3 separate regions of the Zea mays genome follow, and regions 1 and 2 are each linked to region 3. A link is a contact called in public Hi-C data. All regions are on one chromosome and are shown on one strand. The core of a region is the stretch at or near the end of the contact, and the rest is flanking DNA. Distances in the headings are between cores, read along the strand shown. Region 1 holds the start of LOC100383144 (Protein indeterminate-domain 11). Region 2 holds the start of LOC100216813 (proline-rich family protein). Region 3 holds the start of LOC100281447.

The links. A called contact is a pair of places that touch in the nucleus more often than the background predicts.
Region 1: a Hi-C map of ear shows a contact between it and region 3, with 2.7 times the contacts expected there. The contact joins the promoter of LOC100383144 here to the promoter of LOC100281447 in region 3. A contact is called at or near these places in 2 of 25 Hi-C or Micro-C datasets (bundle sheath and ear).
Region 2: a Hi-C map of leaf shows a contact between it and region 3, with 8 times the contacts expected there. The contact joins the promoter of LOC100216813 here to the promoter of LOC100281447 in region 3. A contact is called at or near these places in 2 of 25 Hi-C or Micro-C datasets (bundle sheath and leaf).

The regions. Positions count from the first base shown.
Region 1 is chr2:214,228,075-214,232,592 of Zm-B73-REFERENCE-NAM-5.0, reverse strand. It overlaps LOC100383144 (Protein indeterminate-domain 11), which reads right to left and starts at 2,146. Exons shown (of 4, transcript NM_001175810.1): 1 at 1,888-2,146; 2 at 1,349-1,751; 3 at 735-1,198; 4 at 1-516. The coding sequence starts at 2,008. LOC103649274 (protein ALP1-like) reads left to right here and starts at 2,569. Exons shown (of 2, transcript XM_008673578.4): 1 at 2,569-3,063; 2 at 3,147-4,518. The coding sequence starts at 2,591. The coding sequence ends at 4,188.
Region 2 is chr2:214,974,385-214,978,959 of Zm-B73-REFERENCE-NAM-5.0, reverse strand. LOC100216813 (proline-rich family protein) reads right to left here and starts at 1,272. Exons shown (of 3, transcript NM_001245895.2): 1 at 1,032-1,272; 2 at 725-884; 3 at 1-105. The coding sequence starts at 1,080. The coding sequence ends at 60.
Region 3 is chr2:214,658,695-214,662,951 of Zm-B73-REFERENCE-NAM-5.0, reverse strand. LOC100281447 reads right to left here and starts at 2,271. Exons shown (of 2, transcript NM_001154365.2): 1 at 2,033-2,271; 2 at 1-293. The coding sequence starts at 126.

The DNA.
Region 1 (4,518 bases), core at 897-3,396, 430 kb after region 3:
CCTTCAAGAACGATGAGCTCGACTGCGTCGCTCCAGCCTCCGTCGCCTTCTGCAGGAGCGCTGTCGCGGACATGTGCGGCGCCGGCGGCAGCAGGGCGAAGGTGCCTGAGTTGCTCGCGCTCGTCTGCGGGAACAGAGACGGCGCTCCGATCGCGAGGCAGAGGAAGGTGGGATCGACGCCGATGAGATCGCGCAGAGATGTGCTGTGGGAAGTGGTGCTTGTTGTGGCCGACGCGAAGAGGCCGGCGAAGGTGTTGGTGGTTGTAGACGGCGCGATGGAATTGGAGACGCTGCCACCTGCGCCGCAGGTTGTTGTGCCGCTTCCATCGGTGCCAATGGCTTCCGAGGGCGACGCGAGGAAGCAAGGAAGCATCGGGGTGTCCTTGTCCAGCAGATTGGAGACCTCAAGCTCCGAGTCCTTGTACTGATCAGCTTCCTGGAAACAGGCATCTTCGTCTTGATCGGTTTCATCCTCTAATTCGGCAGTCACACTTGGCACAGCAACCACCTCTGGCTCTGCAGCAGATAAACCAAAAACATGGAAGAACAAGTCAGGTCATCCCTATTGAGGTAATTGACCAACTAGCCAACCAAATTGGGCAAAAAGGCGCATGCATTGCTTTCTTGTTGCATGGGAAGGTTGACTTGAAGAGCAAGAACTTGCTTTAAGTCTCATCACATCTTATGCATGGGCAATAAGACAAGCACACGAACAGAATGCAAGAGGAGCACACCATCCACATTTGGCACCAATGCCACCACAACTGCATGCTGCTCCGGTGGAAATGGAAGCCGCTGTGGCTCCTTTGGCAGTGGAGGTGGAGACGGATGGCAGCACGGTGGCTCCTTTGGCGACGGAGGTGGGGACAGTTGCTCCTGCGGCAATGGAGGTGGGGACGGACGGCACGGTGGCTCCTTCGGCAATGGAGGTGGAGATGGAATGCGCTGTGGCTCCTCTGGCACCACCTCCACACGCCGAGGCTCCTCCACCTCGGCCACGGCAGAATCCTCATTCTCCTCCTCCCCCTCCTTGTCGTTGTCCTTGTCAACATTTTCGTCAGCCTCCAAATCAGCAACATTTTCGTCAGCCTCCAAATCAGGCGGCCGAGGCGATGGCGGCGCTGGTGGCGCCAGCACCCTGCCGGTCTCCTCCCCGAGGGCGCCGCAGAAGGCGCGATGCGTCACGAAGCTGTCCCGTCTGAACCAAGCCAGTGCAGCACCCGATGAATCAAACAATGAAAAAACGCAAAGCTTAGTTTCCCCCGCCCGAATCGGGCGGTGGGGAGGAAGAAGAGAAGAAAAGAAAAGAGAAGCGGGAAGCGGCGGGAAAAAAAAAACGATGACGCACCTGGTGAAGAGCGTGCCGCAGTCGCAGCGGTACTCGCGGGTGCCGCAGGTCTTGGCGTGCGCCTTGAGGTCGGCCTGGACGGCGTATCGCTTGGCGCAGCGCGGGCACGCCCAGCGCTTCTCCCCGTGCTTGCGGCAGAAGTGCTTCTTGATCCCGGTGAGGTCCCCGAGCGCCCGCGCGGGGGAGTGGTGCACGCAGGCGGGCTCGGGGCACACGTACACCCGGCGGCGCGGCGGCGGCGCGCCCGGGCCGCGCTGCCGCAGGCGCCAGGGCAGGTTGTGGCCACGGCGGTGCAGCTGCAGGTTCTGGTCCCGCTGGAAGCCCTTGCCGCACACCTCGCACACGAAGCGGTTCGTGGCCAGCAGCGTCCCCGGCGAGAGCGCGATCACCTCGGCGTCCGGATCTGCGGCGGCCAAGGCCAAGCGAGCAAAACCGTCAGGGCACGCGCGTGGGCGCGGAGGTAGCAGCGGGCCAGCGGCAGCAGTAGCACGCATGCCAACCCCAGAGCAACCGCGGGGCACAGACACACACACAGAGACCTGGCGTCCCGGGGAGGTTCCGCTTCTTCTTGACCGGAGCCGGCGCCGCAGCCGCCAAAGGCACCGCCGGCGCCTCCGCCTTCTGCTCGGACCCCGCCTCCGGGTCCGTCGGGTGCGGCATCGCTAGCGCTCGATCTGTCGCCCACTCCGTCCCAGCCCCTGTCCCACCGCACTGAATCCGGCACCGCTTGGGGGGAGGTCCGTCTGTCCGTCCGTGCGTGCACAGCCGGGCGCCGGCGCAGCGGGTGGGCGGTGGACGGGGATCTTTTTTCTCTCTCTCTCTCTCTCTCTTTCCCTCCCCTTCTCTCTCTATCTGTGCTCTGCTTTTTTCCACTCCCCTCGCGTCGCGTCTCTCCTCTCTCTATCTCTTTTGGGCTTTGGCGATTATTAGGCTGTCTCCAGCAACGTCCCCTAAATTTCGTCCCCTAAAGGAATATTCCCTGTACTTTACAGGACACTCTAAAAGATTCTGTCCTCTATATATTCTGTGTCTCCAGCAACGTCCCCTAAATTCGATCCCCTAAAGCTACAGTGATAACAGAATTCCTTTTTCCATTTCTTTTTTTGTTTTCTTTGATTTGTACCCATTTCATCAAATTGTAAGGATGATAAAAATAATGTATTCAATAATTTTACAAATAATAATCTAAAAAATGGTTCTTTCATAATTTTGAATTGTAACAAAAAATAACATTATATTTTAATGATTTCTGTAATTGTTGTTCACAAACGTGTCACCGTATTTAAATTGTACGAACAAATGATTAGAAATTGTCATGCTTCCACCGTAAGCCACGACACTTATTCAAGAAGCCATCCACTTGCTTCGGCTGCACGACAAGACTATGGCTTCTCTCCGAAGCGTATCCCTTCTATAAATACTCACTACCTCAAGACTTCACTCACACTTCGCATACACTCCTCCACAACAATGAACCCGTTCGTAGATTCCAATATTTTTGTTCGCATGGCGCAAGACATGGAAGATGAAGACCATGACCTCGAGGTTGCGACGTACCAACATCGTAGGCGTCGTGCACTTAACGAGCGACGGTATGCTGGTTCCATTCCCGGTCGTGTTCGAATCCATCGTGACCATATCAGCGGTGATGCAAGAATCCGAGCCGACTACTTTTGCGCGCAACCGGTGTACACGGATGCACAATTTCGGAGGAGGTATGTTTTTTGTTACGCACATCTATTCACGTCCATAGTACGTACTTCACACTTGTACTGAAATATAGGTTTATCCAATATAGGTTTCGCATGCGTCGCCATGTGTTTGAGCGTCTCGTTCTTGCTGTGCAACAAGTGGATCCGTACTTCGTTCAACGTCCAAACTGTGCGGGTGAGCTAGGCCTATCTGCCCTTCAGAAAGTTGTTGCTGCCGTACGTATCCTTGCATACGGTGTTCCTGCGGATGCCGTTGACGAGTACGTACGAATTGGAGAATCTACAGCACATGAGGCTTTGAAACACTTTTGCACTGCCATACAAACTGCTTTTGGGGGGTATTATCTTAGGAAACCTACTCCTGCTGATATCGCTAGGCTTCTCCATGTTGGAGAATCACGCGGCTTTCCTGGTATGCTTGGTAGTGTCGATTGCATGCATTGGGAGTGGCGTAACTGCCCAACTGCATGGAAGGGGATGTTTACCGGTCGTGGTAAACACCCTACAATGATCCTCGAAGCTGTTGCCTCATATGACTTATGGATTTGGCATGCATACTTCGGCATGCCAGGTAGCTGTAACGACATCAATGTTCTTCAGCGTTCTAACTTGTTCGATTCGCATCTTCATGGTGATAGTCCACCAGTGAGTTTCTCCGTCAATGGACACACCTACAACATGGGATATTACCTAGCAGATGGTATTTATCCGGACTGGCCAGCGTTTGTGAAGACAATCCGTCATCCGTATGATGTGAGGACCCAACATTTTGCCACTGTTCAAGAGTCTGCTAGAAAAGACATTGAACGAACATTTGGAGTACTACAGAAGCGATGGGCCATAGTTCGTGGTCCTGCATATGGTTGGTCTCCACAACACATTGGAGATATCATGAAAACATGCATCATATTGCACAACATGATCGTAGAAGATGAAGGACCTTCGTCTATGAACACAAGCTTTGACAACATCGGAGTTCTGGCGGATACTAGTCATGGTTCATTTTCCGAGCGCAATGAGTATATCAACAACAGGTACGACCAACTACATGATCCAGTCAAATATAATCAGTTGCAGGTTGATCTAATCCACCACCACTGGGCGCGGCTTGGATCGGGAGCTGCTTAAGTATGAAGTTTATGTCTCCCATGTGTTAAGTATGTTTGTCATTGTCTAGTCTAGTGTGCTATGTCGTGAAGCTATGGTAATCCGAAGGTAGTATGTGTTAAGTAACAAGTTTGTCATGTCGTCTGTTCCGTTATTCCGAAGCTACTATGTGTTAAGTACGATGCAGTTTATGTTTGTACTATGTTTGTAGTAATCCGAAGCTGGCGAATGTGTAATGCTATAATTCAGGAATGATATAAGAAGTCCACTATTATTAAGCAACATGATTCAGTTCTAATATGACAGAACATAAATTGGTCAAGTTCAGAAACATTAAATAGTTCTCGAAAA
Region 2 (4,575 bases), core at 23-2,522, 320 kb before region 3:
AGAAAGCTAGTAGTTTCACTTGTCGCCGTGTCGAATCCGTCGGTCGGCCCCTCTCACTCTCAGAAGCAGGCGTCCAGGAGGCAGCAGCAGCAGAGGGCAGCCAAGCTGTTCAAAATCACAAATGGCGCGTGAACCATTGTTAAGATAAAAAAAGGTCCAACCAAAGAAAGAGAGAGAGAGCATTGCAAATATCCCAATTTCAAGTTGTAACAACTACGGTGGATGCTCGAACACCATCTTATCTCATTGGTACTCACGCGTCAACGCAAGTATATTATCCATTCAACCAAACCGAAGGAATCTGAAAGCCTCACACTGACAGCAACCCGACCGTCGGATTAGCTCCTCGCATGTGGAACGGCAGCAGGAAAATGTGATCGCCGAGGCTAGCAATCCGGACCGCCAGTCTCAGATCAGACGGTCTAAGACACTTACTACCTTTGCGTGTAGCAACCGACACGTCGCCACGGAAAGGCCACGAGGGTGGCGTGGCGTGGCGTGGCGGCGGCGCCCTTTTCCAAGGGTGGTTCACGCGTCAAGTCAAGACCCCACCCACCCACAGGGGCCAACGTGCCGCACCAGCACGGCAGTCGCCGCCGCCGCCGGTGAGCCGAAGGAAGGTGCCTACCATCTAACCTAGCGAGGAAATTTTCGAAGACACTCCGATCTAGGAACAACTTATGAGCGGCTGCGCGGCACAAAAGTGGGGGAGCCAAGAACGTACCATCCCTCCATGAAGGAAGGCCCGCTGCTCTGCTGCTGCTGTGGAGGCGGCGGCTGCGCGTACTGCGGCGGGTAGCCCTGCGGAGGGTAGCCCTGCGCCGGCGGGGGGTAGCCGGCCGGCGGGTACCCCGCTGGCGGGTAGCCGTCCTTGCCCGGGTAGCCTGGTGAAATCAAGATCCGCACGCGGAAGATAATTAGCCTAATTACATATAGCACGGAAAGTAAGCGGGGAACACAGAGGTTCTCCAGATGTTTGGGTGATGATAAACTAGCAGATAGATCGAAGACGGGAGGAGACGGCGCCGCACCTTGCTGCGGCGGGACGCCGACGGGGGGCTGCTGCCCGTAGTAGCTCATCTCCCTCTTCTTCCTTGCGATCGGATGCGCGGAGAGGGTTAGGGGAGCTTTCGCTGCTTCGGGTTGTGGGGGTGTTGGGGGCGTGACGGGAATACGGATGGACGGTGGACGGGTCTGTCAGGTCAGGTGGTTTTATGGAAGGGAACGGGTGTGTTTGATGTTTCCTGGTGTTTTCCGGCTGGTCCTCCGGCGAACCGCGTCGTCAACGTGGTGCTGGCCCAGGGCATGCCTGGTCCCTGCTGGTGGGCTGCTTCGCAGACGTACTTGATAGCGCTCTGACGCCCTTTCCGGTGTGATGTGAGGAAAAAAACCATTTTAGTATGGTAAAAATCAGTTTTTTGCTCAATTATTAAATTGAATATAGTTTCTTCGTCATCTTCTAAAACCGGATTTGTGAACCCCCTGTCCTTCAGTATTTTCTCTTTTTTCCTCGATTGTTTGTTTCTGCTGAATTTTAAAATATCACATCATCTCCGTTTTCGAATATTTATCGTCCGTTAATTTATTTTAGTTCTGAACTAAAACGTGATAAATAAAAAAAGGAAGAAGGAGAGAGTATTAAATTACAGAAAAATTAAAAAAACAATTTTGTTGAACTCTACATAAGTAATGTATAAATAAACTTATGATATAGTACGTTTTAGTAGAAAATTTTTAGCTTGTACGCTTGATCTATAATAAAATAATTTATGCTCCTGTATCATATATAAGTTATAAATTCACCTTCCCATCTAAATATTACATAAAAGCATTGTATGAATGCCATTTTTAATTTAGAAAAGCTAGAATAACTTCTAATTTAGATGAGAGGTAGTACAACTCCAAGAGACTAGGTATATGGTTTTGTAAAGGTAAATTTAGCTAATATTGAAAGAAAATTATATCCAATAAACGACTCTTCAAATTTAGTGGCTCTCTATTTCTCTATCTTCGCTCTCCAATTTTGGATAGCCTGTTTCACTCTCTATTCAGTCCGTAGGTTTACCGAGTTTTGTTGGATTAGCCTACACTTTTTCTTTAAAATCTATTTTAGAGAGTAGCTAAATCAGTAAATTTGGTTAGTCTTTTTAGCTAATCTCTTGGAGTTGCTCTTAGTCACATTACTTTTCCTGTTGTTGGGGTCAAAGATGGATCCTGACTTCCGAGTCCTTCGGAATGAAACCAAATAGGAATGGTCGGAAAACCCTCAAACCACTTCAAATACGTATTTTAATCTAATATAAAAAATGAAAAAATGGTAACGAAATCGTCGATCACAAAAGTGAAACCAAGAGTAACAAGATGTCAGTAAACAATACCATCGATCGAGAACATATCGGTAACAGTCGGGAACCAAGAATTAAACTCGGCAATATCAACACTTCTAACCACTTCAAACGTTCAACTCAATGTAACAAATACACCATGACCTCATAGTAACATGATATATTATATATAGGCCTTTAAAGTTCAATATGCATAACAATTCACTATTTCACGGTGCCACTGCTACACGACATTAGCATGAGTACATCACTTGTCGCTAGTGACGGATCCAGAGAACAGATCATGAGGGACTACTAAACTAAGGCTATAAAATTCTTTAAAACATATAAGAAAACAATCTAATTGATGTTAGGAATAATTAGCAAGATAAAACTTAAATACTCAAAAAACATGTAGTATTGATACGAATTCTACAAATACAATAATCAATACATATCGTTCTGATTCTTGATAAGGAATCCATCGATCTTATCTCTATAAACATAAAATTTAATTTTATCAACTAACCTACTAACCAAGGAAATAATTGATTAAACCAAAATACCAAATAATCTTACTTCTTAACTAGCACAGTAGCACTAGCAGCCACACGCACATAGCAAACTAGCAGCAGAAGCAGTGCTAGCACACGGTTTTCTTCACCTTCACTGGTTCAATCGTTCAGGGAATCAGGCCGGCCGCAGGCGTCAGGTTCAGTAGCAGTGCCCAGCCGCCTATCCGCTCAGGCTTCCTTCCTCCATGGTGGCCGGTCGGAGCAGCAAATGCAGGAGCTGGCGAGGGCGAGCTGGTGATGAGAGGGGGGAGGCCGAGCGCGCGCCGGTCCCGCGCCCGCGAGGCTGCGATGGAGCGCCGCCGCGCCGACGCCCGGCGATGGACATCCTTGTGCCCCTGTTGGAGTGTTGGCTGTCGCGGTGTCACCAAGGCCAGAGAGGCAAAGCGGCGTCTGGATCATGGACACGGCCACGAGGCCGAGAGGCCGAGAGGGGTTGAGGAGCGGTTGATGCTAGGGATGGCAGTGGGTACGGATATGGTGGGGTTTTATATCCGCGGGTACGAGTATAGATACTATACGGTATCCACGAGTAATAATTTTCATGGGTATAGATATCTGCTATTCATATCCGTCACCCAATGGACATATGACATGTGGATCCAAACAGTGGCCAGCAGCCCAGCACTCAGCAGTCTGCGGTCCGCCAGTGGCCAGCAAGTCCAACTGTCCAAGCGGCCTGTGGCCCACGAGGCCAGGACCAGAGGTCCAGAGCGAACAGCCATCCCTACCTGCGGCCTCTCGGGCTCTCGGGTCTCGGTTGGTGCCTGGTGGTCTCTCTCTCACACTTTCTCTTGTCTCCAAGACTCCAACTCCAAGTTTCTAACCCTAGCCAATGCCAGCCGCCAAGCTTGAAGACTTGAAGTTCCAGGGCTCCAGGCTCCAGGCTCCTAGCCGTGCGGTGCGCCCGTGCTTGTGTAGCCGTGCAGGCGACCAGCCGTGCAACCGATATTTGAAGGAAAATTCACAAGATGTCAAATGAAGTTGAATGCCATGCAGCCAGGCTCATTACAATAATTTGTTGTTGCGTTTAAAAACTATATATGACTGTTATTTCATTCCAAGGACATGTTTTATGATGTATTATACTGTCTTCGCTACTTCTACTACTTGCTATGGACTATGTCACTACGGTGAAATGTTGTTGTAAGCCTAGAATGTTATCTATTTATGTTGTTGGAATGTTAAAATTATTGTTTGGAATGTTAAATTGTGATAAATTTCTGTTAGAATGTTGTTGGAATGTTGCTGAAATTTTAGTGGGTGGGCGGGTAACGGATATCCGTTGGATAACGGATACCCGGCGGGTACAGATACGGGTACAGATCTGTACCCACGAGCGTAAATGGGTATGGGTATGGGTTTGGTTTTATCTCGTGGGTATGGATACGCGAACCATATATCCGCGTTCTACCCACCCGATTGCCATCCCTAGCTGATGCGGCTCAGGGTGACTTATTTTTCTTGGACTTCTCAGGCCTATTCGATGTTGTTAGTGGGCCGCGACCGGGGCTGCAGCCCCGGACGCAGATCCACTCCTGCTTGTCGCTACAACCAAACACTCAAACCAAGAACAATAACACAATCCAACAAATAAATTCATAAAAGTTGGAACATTACAAAGTTCCTAACTAACAAGCCATAGGGGGAGGTGATGGTAGTTCATAAGTTCAAATATA
Region 3 (4,257 bases), core at 1,022-3,521:
GTCCGGAGCTGACTGGTACGGATGGCAGAGGTGCTGCGGGTTACCAGAATACAGGAATTGCTTGGGAGTCTGCCTTGGGGCGTCGCCAAAGGGGTGCACCATGCGGGACGTTGGAGTGTCAGCCATACTGGTCCAGCGCAGACAGTCCGGACTACAACTCCAAGCTATCAGTTGCTTGTGGTAAGACAAGCATGTCCCAACTTTGAGGTCAATTCTAAGCTTGCAATTTGATAGCTGATGCGTGTGAATATGTCTTCTAGCTAGTGCTCTACTTTATGAAGACCAAACAGAACCTGCAACAGTAGATTAAGCATGTGAGAGAGAGAACACAACCTACAAAGCAATGTACCAGTAAGTAAGGGAATTGGTACTGCAGTTTGACAGTGAAATATGAGAACCAACTGCACAGCCTTGTCGCTTACAGAAATTAAATCTGGTGCACGAACTCAATAATAAGGATATCTACAGTTGGGAATTAATTCATCAGAAAGCAAGCTGAGAAATTTCTACAGTTGGTAAATAGCAGCTCGTTTAAACATCATCTCTGGTAGTGCTAATCGATCAGAAAAAGAGAGAGAGTATCTCATCTCAAAAAGGTTCTCTTCACTGACTGAGGGTAGCGTACAGCAGATATTTTCATCCATGCTAATTCTGAAAGCCACGCAAGAGCAAATAACTAGCTAGCCTAATCAGAAAATGCTAGTAGTAGTTGTGTAATCCCCAAATCCTCCACTAAAGTTTGCATTCTGAACCGGGCAATAATAAACAGGACCACAGCAGCACACCGCGACAAACACAGGCACGGTTTAAACTGCCGCCGAAGTCCTGCTGACGGAAACGGCACGAAGCGTAAGGTGGGCAGGATGATGTGTGTAAGGCTGACCAAAGAAAAGCTACGATTCTGCGTCATGGTAAGAGATACGCATCTCACATCCCGACAAGTTAACTAATCTTACAGTCTGACCAAACAGACAGCTAGAAGAAGAAAAAAAAACGCTAATATTTATAATACCAACTAAACATTATTAGATTACCTACATCATACTATATGTTTTATAGTAAACCCTATTTAGAGATACACATATCAATACTGTTTTCTAGAATTTTAGCCCAGCTTAAAGTCTGTTGACTCGTCAAAAATAAGACGAGGGTTAGTTTGGGACGGGGTACTACACTAGTACGTGCTGAGTACTGAACGGGAGGTATATGAACAGTCAGCAGAAGAGATTTTCCGCGTGAAACTGAAACCAACCCCTGCCGCACAAGGAGTTTGACCCGTACCACCATGAACCACCTGCCGCAGACGATTTGTTTTGTGTGTACTCTTTATATATATTAAAATGCAGAAAATCAGGTGGTCAAAAGCTTCTAGATCTGCTGTTTTTTTTGTACGATCGCGGGTCAAGAGATCCGCGTAGGCGCGTACTAGCCACCAGCCCACCAAACCACTAGTGTGCATCGTGCTCATCCATCCTAGGACCTGAGCGATTGCCATGGTCGGGGGGGGGGGGGGGGGGGGGGGGGGGGGGGGGGGGGGGGGGGGAGGGGTGGACAGGAAATTCCCCACGACTTCACAAGGAAGGCCACGGATGATGAATGTGGTGTATAAAGCCTATGCCCTACGGGGGTTGTAGATTTACTTGTAGTACGAGACGATCCTGTTCTTCGAAGCCAAGCCCTCCCCCTTCCCCCCACCCCCATCAGAGCAGCTTCGTTACTGCAGTTCTGAAGCTCCCACGTCCCTCAGCGCAACGAACTGACACACGCGAAGGTCGAGGCTCAAGACAGCCGCAGTGAGACCGCGAGGCTCCGAAACGGCACTAGCGGTAGCGGGGGAAAGCAGAGACGACACGCGGCCGGAGCAGAGTTACAGGATCTTCAACCTGAGCGTTCAAGCAAATCAACCAAACACAGCAGCTTCCCATCCGTTTGGATTACCAACTGCACACAGGGCAGGCCCGAGCTGGTACCAGCTACAGTACCCAAGGAGAAGGAGAAGGCAAGCAAGGCAAGGAAGGAGGCAAGCACGTACCTGTCCCGTCGTCCGGCTGGGCGCCCAGGGCAGATCCTTCAGCTGAGGCTTCCGACCGTAACTCGGAGAGGGGACGGCCAGGTAGCTAGGCCGACGCTGGTGGAACAGGAACAGACAGGAGGGGGCGCGGTAGCTGGGGCTGGGGCTTGGGGAGGAGAAGAGAAGAAGCGTGGGCACGGGCAGGCAGGTAGTGGTGGCCCGGGGATTGGATGTTTCCGCCGAGGGAGGAGGGCATTATTATCGGTGTGGCGCCGACCGAGTGGAGTATTTCTACCCGCGCGTCGCGCGTGGCGTCTCGCCGTCCGTGCGTGCCTCGCCCGTGCGCGTCGTCCGCGGTTTCGGTCGCGTGACGCGCGCGGTGGGACCCGCCGCGCGCCTGTGTTCAAAATTGCATATTCCTTATTTTTTTACTAATCTCATAAATTTCAGACTCTTACATGGGACTTCTTTTACCACCACTATATATGAGATATCGTCTTGTTCTACCCTTATACTCCTACAAAAGGTCCAAAAAGGTGAAATAATTGTGACAGTATTGCACCTGTAAATATCTCTTTTGCCTTTGTACTGCACACGCACGTACTATGTCGGTACTGGAATACGTTTTTTTTTAAAAAAAAACAAGTGCAAGCTCATGGTTTTGATTAGTACCGCAGAAAGCAAAGCACGCACCTTTTGCAGCGGAGCTCTACCACACGCAGACGCAGGGCATCTCAATCGGATTTACAGCAGGCAAGCAACCATATCCCTTGGCTTTTCCAGCACATCTCACCGGCCGATTTTTTCTTGTGTACACACAATTAAAAAGCGCCGACGTCCTAATCATGCCGTAATCTTTACCATTTCCCTCTCTTCTAAGTGCGTGCGATGATTTCTTATCTGTCTGCCAGTGTTATCCCCCCGTCACCTCCTTTAATTTTGACTCTACTTTTGCATTGAGAATCCATTTTTTTATACGCCTCCTTTTACTTCTGGATCGTATAGTGGTGGTGGGGGGTCCGTCAACACACCCTAACCATGGTGGCGCTGACGTGTATAAATAACTAATATATACAATAAAATGATACGGTGTGCAATTGCATTTTTTCTAGATACTGACAAAATGTGTTCGTATCTTTTTTGGCAACCAGAAGGGTAAGCATCATGATGTCGACATGACTATTTGATTAAGCATGGATCGCCAAACATGTGGAAATCCGGAGAGGATCATGCTCTGGAGCCCGAGGAGTAGCTGGCTACCGCCTTTTCTCGCACGCGACTATGAACTATAAGGAAAGCAACGTAGCACAAGTAGCCTGGCAATGATCCAAGGCAACATCAAAAGGTTTTTCTTGACTAGAGAGAGGCTTCTATGTAGGTGGTAGTATATTTGAGCACTTCTAGTAAAAAGGATTCGTTTTTCTTACAAATCATACCAACACCACTACATATATAATCCATATTCATGGTCGATTCATCAACACCGATTCGTTATAGTAGATGCCGTAGTACTAGTTGCCAATGCAAATATAAATCGACAGTATTGCTCAAATACCGACACTGTCGATTTAATGTTCGTACTCGCGGCGGTGATCTCGAAGACACCGCTGTCGTTGTGAACTTGTGATAGATAGAAAAACATTGTGACTATCATTTCTCTGAGTCCATGAAGTTTTGGAATTAAGGGATAGGGACAGTTCTGAGATGAGGCCGGCGTCGTCACCCTCGCCTCGCTCCTCGATCGCATGTATATATGCCACACAGTCGCAGACTAATAGTAGGTGCTTGTGAGAGGGTTTTGCTGCTGTACACCCACACCACGACGTTATAACTTAATTACTACTACTACCTTATTACGAGAGGTTGCATGCCAAGGAGACTTCACGCCAGTCGCTTCAATTCGGAATGTCCACATTAATGGTACTACTCACTACTAGTAGATGAGCTAGCTAGGAAAAATACGATATATTATAGGTTTAAGAAATTCTTATAGAGCCAGAAATTCTTTTATTGTAGTTTCTTTTGCACGGTCATTTCTAATATCCTGTTCGTGCATGTTATGATCAATTGTACCAGCTTCTGCCGCCACCTCGATCCACATGCTGATGATAACGTATACGTTTACGCACTGCGTACGCAGGGTGGAAGTGCAGGACTGCAGACACGTCCAAAAAAAAAAAGAAAAAGAAATGTACGCGTCGCTCGCTCTTGTCAGTCTTCTTCGGTACCAAACCGGAAAGAAATGG